Linked DNA regions of Oncorhynchus mykiss: region 1 is linked to region 2. The links are chromatin contacts, called in public Hi-C maps. All regions are on one chromosome and are shown on one strand. Each heading gives the region's core, a stretch centred on a gene start, on an enhancer-like site or on the middle of the called end of the contact. The rest is flanking DNA. Distances are from core to core; before and after follow the strand shown. Region 1 holds the start of l2hgdh (L-2-hydroxyglutarate dehydrogenase, mitochondrial). Region 2 holds the start of map4k5 (mitogen-activated protein kinase kinase kinase kinase 5).

Region 1 (7,036 bases), core at 2,113-4,612, 150 kb after region 2:
TAGGTGTCTAACTCTTGGACATGTTACAAAATGCCAAATTAAATCAATCATTTATTAAAACTAATGAATCAATTCAATGAAATCCTCCGCCTTGTTACAGTCTGTACTTTTTTTAATGAAGTCATTTAATAAACATTAAGGAAAACAATTCCTGTCATACGTATGTTTTGGAGTCAATACCAATAAAGTCCAGTTGAAAACATGTTGCGATAATAATCTCATTTGTCCCGTGTCCCACTATCCTGGTCCCAGATGTGTTGGTGCAGTCTTGCCAACTCCTATGCCAATGACCATAACCCATAGGAGTAGGCCATAGGAGGCCATGGTGAGACGGCACTAACAGATCTGGGACCAGGGTCGTATTCACTAGAAACCAAACAGGGGAGGGGGAAAAAAAAAAAGGGACCAAAACATTGAGTCAAATTTTCGTTGCAGAACACTTTACTATGTGCTACAATGTGTTGCTACAAGACAACGTGCATCTTCTGGTCGTCATGACACTACCCACTGTGCCGGACTGGTCCTCTGTGTCGGTCAGTCACAGCCTGTGGTTGTGGGTTCATCCTCAGTCTGTCAGACCAGGTCCAGCTCTATGTCCAGCCCAGGTAGAGCTGTCTGGAGTCTCTCTACGGTCTTCTCCTTCTCTACCACGCCTGGCAGATCGCTGAGGTACAGATGCTCTAGACTCCTGGGAGATAGTGTGTATATTTAGTTTGACTAATATAGTCAAGTAACCATGGAGACTGGTCATGAGAAAAGCCTTGTGCCGGAACGTCAACATGAAAACAGCCTCCGCCTATAACCCCACCTTGTTGTTTGTTTCTATAGCTTCGGGGGATCAATATCCACATATTTTTAACTCGTTGGCATATAGTACAGCCACACTACCATAATGATGTTCCCAGGCACAGTAGCAGACCCACCTGAGTTTATGCAGAGCGATGATACCCTTGTCAGTCACGTTCCCACAGGAGACCACCTCCATCTTGTACAGGCTGGCCTGTAGGTTCTCTATGGTGCTTATTCTCTCTAAGCAGGCATCCTCTATGTACATACTCTTGATGAGTTTGAGCTCTTCGACATGCTCTAGTCCATCTAGGGAAGGGAAACATTGAATTCAACGTACATTTAATTTTAGCAGCTTGGTCCCAGATCTGATTGTGCTATATTGCCAACTCTTATGGTCAGTGTGGAGCAGGCAGAAAGCCTAGTGGTTAGAGCGTTGGGCCAGTAACTGAAAGGTTGCTAGATCGAATCCCCCGAGCTGACAAGGTAAAAATATGTCGTTTTGCCCCTGAACAAGGCAGTGAAACCACTGTTCCTAGGTCGTCATGGTAAATAAGAATTTGTTCTTAACCGACTTGCCTAGTTAAATAAATGGTTAAATAAATAAAATAAATTGTCATGACAACAAGTCACAGGATGTTGCAATACAGGATAAAGAGCTGCAACCAGGCTACAGAGGGTTCCATCGAGGTTTCTCTGAGCCCAGTGCTAAGCATGCCAGACCAGGCTACAGAGGGTTCCATAGAGGTTTCTCTGAGCCCAGTGCTAAGCATGCCAGACCAGGCCGGGCAGGGTGACAGACAGTGTTCTCAGTCTCTCTTTCTGGTGTAAAACATCCTGCTCTCTTGCGTCACTCATCAGGTAAACAGTCTGGAAGACACTAACTTTCACCCTCACCTCTTAACACGCCCAGGTGTCGGATTGTATGGGATTAGCTGAACATTAGAGTCAGCCATTTGGAACTGAAATCTTTCTCTTGTTAAAAATACAGAATTCTATTCGCCCCCCCCCCCCCCCCCCCCCCCCCCCCCCCCCCCCCCCCCGAGGGCATGCAATGCTTAAATTAAAAGTGAATAATTGATATAATAGAAGACTGTCTTTTAATAAATTGATTTGTATTTAGTCAAAGTCACTAGAACAAGACATTCGTGTCTTGTGTCAGATTGTAAACACAAAATTGAGTTGCTGCTCAGCATAATCACCATATCTGGTTCTGAGAATAGTGAGACCTCTGCCACAGGGTTTCACCTCACCGTCGAGGGGATAGAGAGACACGAACACCAAAAAACAAAAAAAAGGTTTTGGAGATCGGAAGGCTGCATTGGATAACGTACCCAGGTGATCGAAGCCTTTGTACATGATGCAAGAGTCTGTGGCGTCGATGCCCTGGATCTTGTATCGCCCCAGAGGGCCGGTGGGCAGGCCGTTGTAGTCATGTTGCCAACGGTCGAACCCCTGGAACCTCACCTTGGCACCGCACCTTGTCAGCCACTCTGCAGCAGCACGGTCTGGGCCCACCGCCTTGATACGCTCATAGTCAACTCTGGTGACAAGAATGCAACTACTGGTATTACATTATTACAAATACATAATGAATATAGTCATTACTACCTCCGCTATATTGTGGTCCACTGAGTAAACTATTAGTACATTACTAATCTATCACTCTGGATAAGAGTGTCTGATAAAATGGTAAATATTCTGTTAGCTAAAGTCTAATATTAGATGCTGTTGATCAAGACTGATGATTGTATCACTCACTTGTTGAAGACAGCATTGAGCCATCCCCAGAACGGTCTGCTGCCCTCATGTGTTTTCTGTGAGGAGAGAACGGCCTGCAGTGCTGGCTTGGACAGCAGCCTCATTATCTTCAGGTCTGAAAAGACATTACATAGTATTATATTACTGCGACAGCAGCTTCATACCGTGTAATGTCTTTCAGACCTGAACATATACGTTGAGGGGTGTCATCTCTAATGTAAGACTGATGGGCTTTTTAAAATGCGTGTCAAATTTTTTTTTTACCATCGAAACACTCATTTAGAATGATGTCTAAACACTGAATCACGTTGCTTTGATCCAGACAGACAGGTTAGCTAAATTAATCCAAGATCAACTGTGTTACAAAGCATTACCTAATAGCTGCAGACAGTAACCAATGGACGTAGGATAATGCAGCACCACGCAAGACACAAATAAACACAATTTGCTTAAAAAAAACAAAACGTTCAAAGCAATCAAGATGTGTGAGATTTTATTCGTTGAGGTATTTGTTAACAAGCTGATAATTGACTTACCTTGTCAGTTCGCTATTGTATTTACATGATGAACATGTCTGCAGTGTTCTGACCTTTAACCCGTTACGTACGAGAGACGCGCCTTGCCATTGGCTCCTCAAAGTGGGTGAAGGGTCAAAGGGGCGGAGCTTCGTGTCAAGCAAGGAATTTGATTAAGTTGCCATAGCATGAGAAACCTTGTGGACAACTGCTGTTTAAAACATATTCACACAATATGTGTGCACGGCGATTGATGTTACTGTCAAAGCGAGTATAGGTTGCTATTCAATCTCTGTCGAAATGATACGGACACTAAACAGCGCGTCATTTGCTGCCTTATTTGCAACGGTGCCAAAGTCCACGACATGCAGAACAGCTAGAATACACAGGTGAGTGGAGAGACACGGGTGAGTGGAGAGACACGGGTGAGTGTGTGTGCAGAGGTGGGAAAGTACCAAATTGTCTAGCCTAGGCAACTGCCAGTGGGCTTTATGGATCTCCACTAACGAGACTATGATCTGGGCTTGATGTGCACAGCCGGTATGTTCGCCGGCGACAGGCTCTATATTTAAGTTTAATTAAATAAAGAATGGCTGCCTTTTAAAAGACCAACGAATCCCTTTGAAAACGGCATATGTGGCATCGATATGAGTCGGAGACAGTTATTCGATTGTCAAAGTTGACAATAAAATGTAAATAGGACAACTTTGGTCATAAAGTCAGTCTCGTCTAAAAACGGAGTTTGGAACATCCGTGCGTCACAACGTAAATGAAGGCTGTGTTTTGATTTGATAATGTACATTTGCCCACTAACATGGAGTGAACAGCTGCAGTGATTGGTCTCTATACACTAGAGTCCCACAGTGGAGGTGTCATAATACCCATAAAACCTAGCGGTCAAACAGGGAAATGGTTCCAATCGTTTTTCCACAATACATTTTTCCCCATTGTGAGTTTTAGAAACACTTAAAATAAGGGGTGTTTCGTGTAGGTTTACCCTGGCTTAACGTTTTGATAACCTTGTAAATCTCTCTCGAACAAGGTGACTTTAATCAATACATTTGGCTCTTTACTTTGTTTCGAAAATGCTAATTAGCATCAAAGTAGACAGAATGCAAGACTACAAATCCCTGCAAGCTCCTGACACCTTTGCAAACAGTAGGGCTGTCTACAACAACGACAAAAAAAATCTTGGTCAACTGAAAGTCGTCAGTTCTTTCGACCAATCGATAGACACACCCTATGTGTTTTAATAAAATCAACAAAACGCATTGAGCTTGTCTGACTCTTACCATTTGATGAAATAAGACAAATGCCTCGCAAAGGCACCAGAGATCTAGATAACCAGAAGGAAAAAAAAACATTAACCTGACCCAACTATTCTCCTCCCACTCCTTCCTGCTGACTTTTGCAGATTTGCCATTCCTCTCCTGATGTTGCCGGTAAAAGGCAACACGAGGAATCAGCAACCTTTCTCATGTTGAATGTCAATTTCTTACAATTTCTACCAATCTGCGTGCTAGTTATGGTTTTCATCAAATCTAATAAAATGTCATTGGTCACATGCGATGTTATTGCCGGTGTAACGAAACGCTTGCATTCCTAGCTCCAACAGTGCAGTAATATCTAACAATTCACAACAATACACATTATTAAAGTGGACAGTGATTCCATGTCTATAGGGCAGCAGCCTCTAATGTGCAGGGTTGAGTAGCCGGGTGGTAACCGGCTAGTGATGGCTATTTAATAGTCTAATGGCCTTCAGATAGAAGCTTTTGTCCAGTCTCTCTGTCCCAGCTTTGATGCACCTGTACTGACCTCACCTTTTGGATGGTAACGGGGTGAACAGCCCGTGGCTCGGGTGGTTGATGTCCTTGATGATCTTTTTAGCATTCCTGTGGCATCGGGTGCTGTAGGTGTCCTGGGGGGCAGGCAGTGTGCTCCAGGCAATGCGTTGGGCAGACCACACCAGCCGTTGGAGAGACGTGCGGTTGCGGGCGGTGCAGTTGCCGTACCAGGTTGGTGATTACAGCCCGACAGGATGCTCTCAATTGTTCATCTGTAAAAGGTTGTGAGGGTCTTAGGGCTCAAGCTGAATTTCTTCAGCCTCCTGAGGTTGAAGAGGCTCTGTTGCGTCTTCGTCGCCACACTGCCTGTGTGGGTGGACCAATTCAAATGGGCAGTGGCGTCCACCTTCTCCACTGCGGCCCCATCGAAGCCTACCACTGTTGTGTCTTCTACAAACTTGATGATTGAGTTGGAGGCGTGCGTGGCCACGCAGTCATGGGTGAACAGGGAGTACAGGAGTGGGCTGAGCACGCACCCTTGTGGGGCCTCTGTGTTGAGGATCAGCAAAGAGGGAGGTGTTGTTTCCGACCTTCACCAACTGGGGGGGGGCTGTTAGGAAGTCCAGGGCCCTGAGCTTAATGATGAGCTTGGAGGGTACTATGGTGTTAAATGCTGAGCTGTAGTCAATGAACAGCATTCTTACATAGGTATTCTTCTTGTTCAGATGGGATAGGGCAGTGTGCAGTGAGATTTCATCGTCTGTGGATCTATTGGGGTGGTAATCAAGCTGAAGTGGGTCTAGGGTGTGATAAGGTAGAGGTGATATGCTCCTTATCTAGCCTCTCAAAGCACTTTATGATGACAGAAGTGAGTGCTACGGGGCGATAGTCATTTAGTTCAGTTACCTTTGCTTTCTTGGGTACAGGAACAATGGTGGACATCTTGAAACGTGGGGACAATAGACTGGGATAGGGAGAGATTGAATATGTCCGTAAACACTCCAGACAGCTGGTCTGCGCATGCTCTGAGGACGCGGCTAGGGATTCCGTCTGGGCCGGTAGCCTTGCGAGGGCTAACTCGCTTAAAATGTCTTGTTCACGACGGCCACAGAGAACAAGAGCCCACAGTCCTTGGGACTGTAGACCCTGCCACATACGTCTCATGTCTGAGCTGTTGAATTCCGACTCCACTTTTGTCTCTGTACTGACATTTTGCCTGTTCTTTTGCCTTACGGAGGGAATAACTACACTGTTTGTATTCAACCATATTCCTAGTCACCTTGCCATGGTAATACTGGTGATATATGTAATGGGGAATTGATATAGACTAACAATCAAATGTTTTGTCACATACCCCCGAATACAACAAGTGTAGACCTTACAGTGAAATGCTAACTTTCAAGCCCTTAACCAACAATGCAGTTTTAAGAAAAATAAGTGTCAAGTAAAAAAAATAGATAAGTAACAAATAATTAAAGAGCAGCAGTAGAATAACAATAGGGAGGCTATATATATATCAAATCAAATATGCTGGGGGTATATATGACTTTTTAGGGCCTTCCTCTGACACCGCCTGGTATAGAGGTCCTGGATGGCAGGAAGCTGAGCCCCGGTGATGTACTGGGCCGTATGCGCTACCCTCTGTAGTGCCTTGCGGTCGGATGCCGAGCAGTTGCCATACCAGGCGGTGATGCAACCATGCTCTCGATGGTGCAGCTGTATATCTTTTGAGGATCTGAAGATCTGACCCATGCCAAATCTTTTCAGTCTCCTGAGGGGGTATAGGTGTTGTCGTGCCCTCTTCATGACTGCCTTGGTGTGTTTGGACCATGTTTATTGTTGATGTGTACACTGAGGAACTTTACTAACAACATGCCACTGACTGAGTAAATCCAGAGTGTCTATATATGGGGATGACTCAACACTATACACGTCAGCTACCACAGCGACTGAAATGACTGCAACACTTAACAAAGAGCTGCAGTTAGTTTCAGAGTGGCTGGCAAGGAATAAGTTATCCCTAAACATTTATAAAACTAAAAATATTGTATTTGGAACTAAACACTCACTAAACCCTAAACCTCAACTAAATCTTGTAATAAATAACATGGAAATTGAGCCAGTTGAGGTGACCAAACTGCTTGGAGTAACCCTGGATTGTAAACTGTCATGGTCAAAACATGTTGA
Region 2 (6,074 bases), core at 56-2,555:
TTTTGTGTGTATTAGGTAGTTGTTGGGGAATTGTTAGATTACTTGTTAGATACTACTGCACTGGAGGAACTAGAAGCACTTCGCTACACTCGCAATAACATCTGCTAACCATGTGTATGTGACCAATACAATTTGATTTGATTTGATTAAAAATAGTTTTAATAGTACTACAAAAGAATTCCCCAAAACCACATTTCTTCAGGAAGAGAAATATAAACTCATGTTCCACTGTATTCGAAGGCTGTATAAAAGTCTATGAAGACAATAAAACTATCTTTGAAGATTAGATCAGAATAGTCACCAGTCGGATATGATTACATATATGTTTGTTCCTCGTGAAGCCAGATTGGGTCTCTTCTATAATTGAGTCCAATACTGACTTTATTCTTTTTGCAAATATATAGGCTAATATTTTGTAGTCGTTATTGACCAGATAGATTGGACGCCAATTATCGAGGAGAAGCAAGTCTTTCTTGGGATTGGGTATTAATGTAATCAGACCGTGAGTCAAACTGGGAGGGAGAGCATTATTTGCAATGCTTTCAGAAAAGACCTCTAACAGAAATTGAGAAAACGTTGTGTAAAACTCAGCAGGTTTACCATCAGTCCCAGGAGACTTATTATTATTATTATTATTATTATTATTATTTTTAAGGTGTTCAATAGAATAAATGATGTGTTCAAATATAATAAGGTGATTAAACTGTTTCCCCCTCAGCCTCCCCAATTGATTTGAGGACACCTCACAATACTTAGAACTATAAAGGACAATTCATACAGTAATAACTGGGAGCTTTTTAAATATGAGGTTGGAAAATATTTATGAAAACATGTGAGTAGAGTAGAGAGCTGAAGAAGAAAGTGTAATTACCACTCTAAAAAATAATACAATTCAACAATTAAATATGAATGGTCTCATGACAGAAGATCCCAAATTAATCTCTAATTTTAGTTGTAATATCTACAGGAATAGTTTTATTCTTCTCTGTTACAGTTGCTTGCTTGCATCACTAGGTGGCAGTAGTCGCACGTCATATATCAGAGTGACAGTCATTTCGTCTGGACAAAAACAATGCTTTCAATAGATTTTTTTTGATCGATTCAATGATGTTAGTTGTTGTTATTCTTGCAATCTAGTTAGCGTTTACAGTTGAACGCATGGGTGACAATAAAGTACATTTCTCCTAGTTAGTAGCAGCAGCCCGTTCTGTCAACAGGAGGAAATTACGTGTTAACGTCGAAAACGTGAGGTGACAATAAAGTATATTTCCCCTAGTGAGTAGCAGCTCCTACTGTCAACAGGAGGAAATGACGTGATAACGTCGAAAACGTGAGGTTGGGACTTCCAGCCGAGATACGTTTTTTTTTGTTGCCGTTGCTGAGTGAGCAGCCAGCAAGAAGTTTACACTTTCTCTGAGGAATAAATAATACTTTTATGTTTTTTTGTTTTGTTTTTTGGGGGGGATGAAAAGGAATTGAACATATTACTTTTCGTATGTCAAACGTATATGGAGTAATTGGTAAGTGGAGCAGACGTTGGATTAGCTAACGGCTAGTTAGCGCATGTTAGTTGCGGGGTAATGCTAAATAGATAGCCAGGCTGACTATTCTTGGTCATGGAGTGGAAGGCCGAAACACTTGTTAGTTTCTACATGGTAGTTAATTGCACTCGTCTGGTGTCCCATTTTCTGAATTAGTATATTTTATTAGAGAAGAAGGATGAAAACCAGAAGTTTAGCTAATGTTTTGGAAAAAACAGTTTAATAATATCGCTCCGGTAGCTATAGTAACCAACTAATTTGATTAACTCTCTAACGTTATATACATTCAGTGATTATATCTATATTGTTTATCTGCTGACTTTTTTTCGTAAGCTAACGTTAGCCGTTTGGAAGTTAGTTACTGTTAGCTAGCTTGCTATCCTCTATACCTAACCGGCTGGTCAGCAAATCAGTTGATTCTTGACGGTCTTTGTTGTGAAATTATATCTGTGGTTTGTAGCTACCTTTTAAAGTTTAAAGTTTCATTAGTAACGTTAGTATGTACAGGATACACATAGTATAACTTACTATACAACGTCCAACGAAATGCTTACTTGCATGTACCTTCTCAACAATGCAACAACAAAAATAAATGACAAAACATAAGAATACGAACATAAAGTAAATCTCAAAGTATAATAAACATTATAGCATTAGTATAATAATGGAAGGCACAATTTATAGTCCCATTTTAACGTGTTTGGGGGGGGGGGGGGGGGGGGGGTTGGAAAGTGTTTAAATTGTGCAGTATTTAGCAACACTGTGTGTGTGCAGTTCAAGGCACCAAGCTATTAGCTAGAGGTTTCCTCATTAACTTTTCTTCTCTGTCTCATTGGCAGGAAATGGACCAGAGGCCAGATTTGGAAGCAGCACTTCTGCAGCTTTAGAGAAGAAGCAAGTTATCACAACTTGAAGTACTCCTCTCGAATGATAGTGACGTGTGTATTTGCACAAGCTAACTAGCTAGCTAAATGTAAAGTAGCTAGGTGTTGACAAGCTATCCAGCCAATTAGCTAGCTGCTATGGATATCTTTCCAAGACCTAGTGGAGAAATTCAAAGAAAAAACCCGCAGCAGGATTTCGAGCTTATTCAACGAGTTGGGAGCGGCACATATGGAGATGTGTACAAGGTATTTTTTTTTTTAAAGCTACCATCAAACTGAATAAACAGTCTGTATTAGATTTGGGTGTTCTGAATTTAGATCTCTGTCTAACCAAAACAAGCACACACATCTGTTGGGAGGCACGAGATCCCTGTGCTTGAGTGCTTCTATCCCCTATCTAATTCCTATTGAAATCTGGCCAGAGCTACTGACATGAAGTTGTCAAGGTAGGATTACACTCCCCCAGGCCCGTAGTTCATTTCTCTTTCTCTCAATGTGTTAAAGCTTTTATATCCAAGATGTTAGTGAAGTTCTGCGATGGCCGGTGTGTATGTTGTATAGCCTACTAGCACCTTGATGCAAAGCACTGAACCTTTACTGTTGCCAGTTTGCCAGTAGTTACAGGGGCATTTTAGTTTTTGAATGGAAACTAAAGTGAATGCTCGTCTTCATGGCATGTGAAGTATTTCGTTATCTGTTTTAAACTATGTCTTTGCAGCCTGACGTCAATAGGAAACCTATACCTAGGTATGTTATCAAGCTCTTAGTTATCCGTTTTTCTTAATTCACTTTTGCCTGTTTTGACGGGACCTGTCTTGTGGAGTTTTATAGAGGATTTATTTAGAGTGGTGAGTCACCTACCACAAAGGCTTTCATTTACCTTTTCATTTACTCCTAATGAGTTTAGCATCTGCCCCCCCCCCCCCCGCCATGTTATCGCTCTGGTGTTTTGGGTTCCATATACAGTAGCTGAAGGACACGGCAGTCTACCCCAGGGATCTTCAACTAGATTCACCCGCTGGCTGTTTCTTTTTCTGCTTCGTTTTTTTTCTGGAGCGGATAGTTGGAGGGTGAGTTGGGGCGGAGCATAATTACAAATCATTTGTAGACTAGCAAATTGACCGCAAGAAGCCACCAACAGATATGTTTGACTAAAACAGTCATTTCAAACCTTGCTTACATTTGTACTATTGCGTGGGAATACATGAACAGATTTCTTAAATTTAAAAAAATCACTTGGAGCTGATTTCCTGTTTTTGTTGTCTTTTATGTGCAACAAGGAAAATTCCACACGTGATGTAGCAACGACAATGAATATAAGTTTTTACGTCTAACCTATTTTTATATCAGTAGCTACACCGTTGGATTGAACCAATATCTTTACTCTGAAGGTGGGGGCGGCAGGGTAGCCTAGTGGTTAGAGCGTTGGACTAGTAACCGGAAGGTTGCAAGTTCAAACACCCGAGCTGACAAGGTACAATTCTGTCGTTCTGCCCTTGAACAGGCATGTAAACATGAATTTGTTCTTAACTGACTTGCCTAGTTAAATAAAAAAAGAAGGTATTTCGTATGTTTCGATGACGTTGTCAGAACATTGCTTAGCAGTTCCACATACTTGGATGTACAGTCAGAAACCAGAATCATTCTATGGGTAGCGATGATATACACAGTACACTGCTTTAAAACTGGGAAGAAGGATTCATTTGGGCAACCCAATGCCTTTCTGATGTTATTCGCTGCCAGAAAAACATGAACTTTGTCAGGTCATTTATCTTAGTAACCCTGTGTTGTATTTAGTTTCCCCAGTATGGACCACCAGACTTATTTATCTGTAACCCATGGTTATTTCCCAAATGGCACCATATTCCCTATATAGTGCACTATTTTCGACCAGAGCACTATGGGCCCTGGTAAAGTAGTGCACTATTTATATATATGGAATAGGATGTTATTTCCCAAATGGCACCCTATTCCCTATATAGTGCACTATTTCTAACCAGAGCACTATGGGCCCTGGTAAAGTAGTGCACTATTTAGGGAATAGGGTGCCATTTGGGAAATAACCCATGTAATAAAGCATTGTACTGCAACCCCCCCACCTCAGTTATTGTTTTTTGGAGCATGTGGCTATAGTAGAAGTTAGATGGATTGGTAGGGAAAGATAGGTGCGATCCAGCGCCAGTTTCTCATTTTCCTGGCAAAGCTATGAGGAGAGAGTATTAACAAAGGGACAATTTATTGGATCGGAATTTGAGCCTTCCAATCTAGACATTTTCCTGTCTGTTCCCAAGTTCAAAATCACACGTGTGCAGACAGTTGCATTTCAAACTTTTTTTTATTTTTCTTATTTTTGTATTTTTTTTTAAGTGTTCTTGTTTACCTCTTTGTAATGGATGACTTGGCTACCAATTTGCTCCCGTGTGTGATAGTTGAAGCAGCCAGTCTGTCAAGCCCTCGCCTCACTAAGTAATCTGTGGAAGGCTACACCCACCCCAGACACAGAGCCCCCACAGCCGAGGCAGTCCACTGGCGGAATGCAGTGCCTGGTATTTTCCCCCGAGCCGTGAACACGTATGCCAAGTTCCAAATGGCACCCTATTCCCCATTTTAGTGCACTATTTCTGACCAGGACACTTAGGGCTAAATAGGGGAATAGGGTACCATTTGACATGCGGTCCGGGACTACGGCAGGCAGAGTGAAATACGATCAGGTCCTTGTCTAAACATGTGCCCAAGAATGGGAGTGTTTTTTGCCGTACTGTCAGCGGGAAATACTTCAAATTTGAAAAGTCCTTCACATAAACAATGACTTTGGTCTGCAGTAGGGCACTGATTTTTTTTTTTTTTAACCTTTATTTAACCAGGCAAGTCAGTTAAGAACAAATTCTTATTTTCAATGACGGCCTAGGAACAGTGGGTTAACTGCCTTGTTCAGGGGCAGAACGACAGATTTTGTACCTTGTCAGCTCGGGGGTTTGAACTTGCAACTAGTCCAACGCTCTAACCACTAGAGCCGCCCCATGTGACGGAGATATTTGTCAAATTGAGAGGACCAGGAAGTAAACCCATGAGGGTTGAGTTTGATTGGTTGTTTTGTTACTCGGCTCTTCTCTCTTTTGATGAGTGTGTTTCATCCAGGGATGGACATTTTAAGCTAGCCCGAAGCTAGTACTTATCAGACCAGGCTCGTAGAAAATGTTTCCAACTAGCCTGCCAAAAAGTACAATTGGGTCTTTTTAAGATATCTCATAGCACAGGTTTTTGTAACTGATCTAGATAACATTGTGGTCTACTAGCCAGGCTTGCCAGTGCCCAAAATCCTTCAATTCTATCCCTGGACTTTCAGCTATCTCTGTCTGTTTGTCCTGAAGATTAAACTGACAATATTTTGCTTATTCAGATTTTATCCTGGGCTGATTTTGTTGTAATGTGCAAACTTAAATTTGAGAAATGTCACACTGGTTTGAAGAGGAAGGTAGTTCCTGGACCTCTTGGAGCGATGAATCCTCCCTTTGTGGAAATTCAATGAAAGTAGACTGAGCATCTCTATCAGAGTGCAATACCAGAGAAGGCTGTGTGTGGCGGTGGTGGGACTTGGCTGTGTGTGTGGGGGGGTGGTGGGACTTGGCTGTGGGGGTGGCGGGACTTG

What was found. A called contact is a pair of places that touch in the nucleus more often than the background predicts.
Region 1: a Hi-C map of blood shows a contact between it and region 2, with 7 times the contacts expected there. The contact joins the promoter of l2hgdh here to the promoter of map4k5 in region 2. A contact is called at or near these places in 2 of 3 Hi-C or Micro-C datasets (blood and liver).

Annotation. Positions count from the first base shown.
Region 1 is chr19:62,245,365-62,252,400 of USDA_OmykA_1.1, forward strand. It overlaps l2hgdh (L-2-hydroxyglutarate dehydrogenase, mitochondrial), which reads left to right and starts at 3,363. Exons shown (of 10, transcript XM_036955320.1): 1 at 3,363-3,451. The coding sequence starts at 3,363. dmac2l (ATP synthase subunit s, mitochondrial) reads right to left here and starts at 3,224. Exons shown (of 5, transcript XM_021574903.2): 1 at 3,084-3,224; 2 at 2,548-2,662; 3 at 2,121-2,329; 4 at 924-1,095; 5 at 91-688. The coding sequence starts at 2,651. The coding sequence ends at 574.
Region 2 is chr19:62,094,136-62,100,209 of USDA_OmykA_1.1, forward strand. It overlaps map4k5 (mitogen-activated protein kinase kinase kinase kinase 5), which reads left to right and starts at 1,306. Exons shown (of 34, transcript XM_036955319.1): 1 at 1,306-1,520; 2 at 2,381-2,671. The coding sequence starts at 2,564.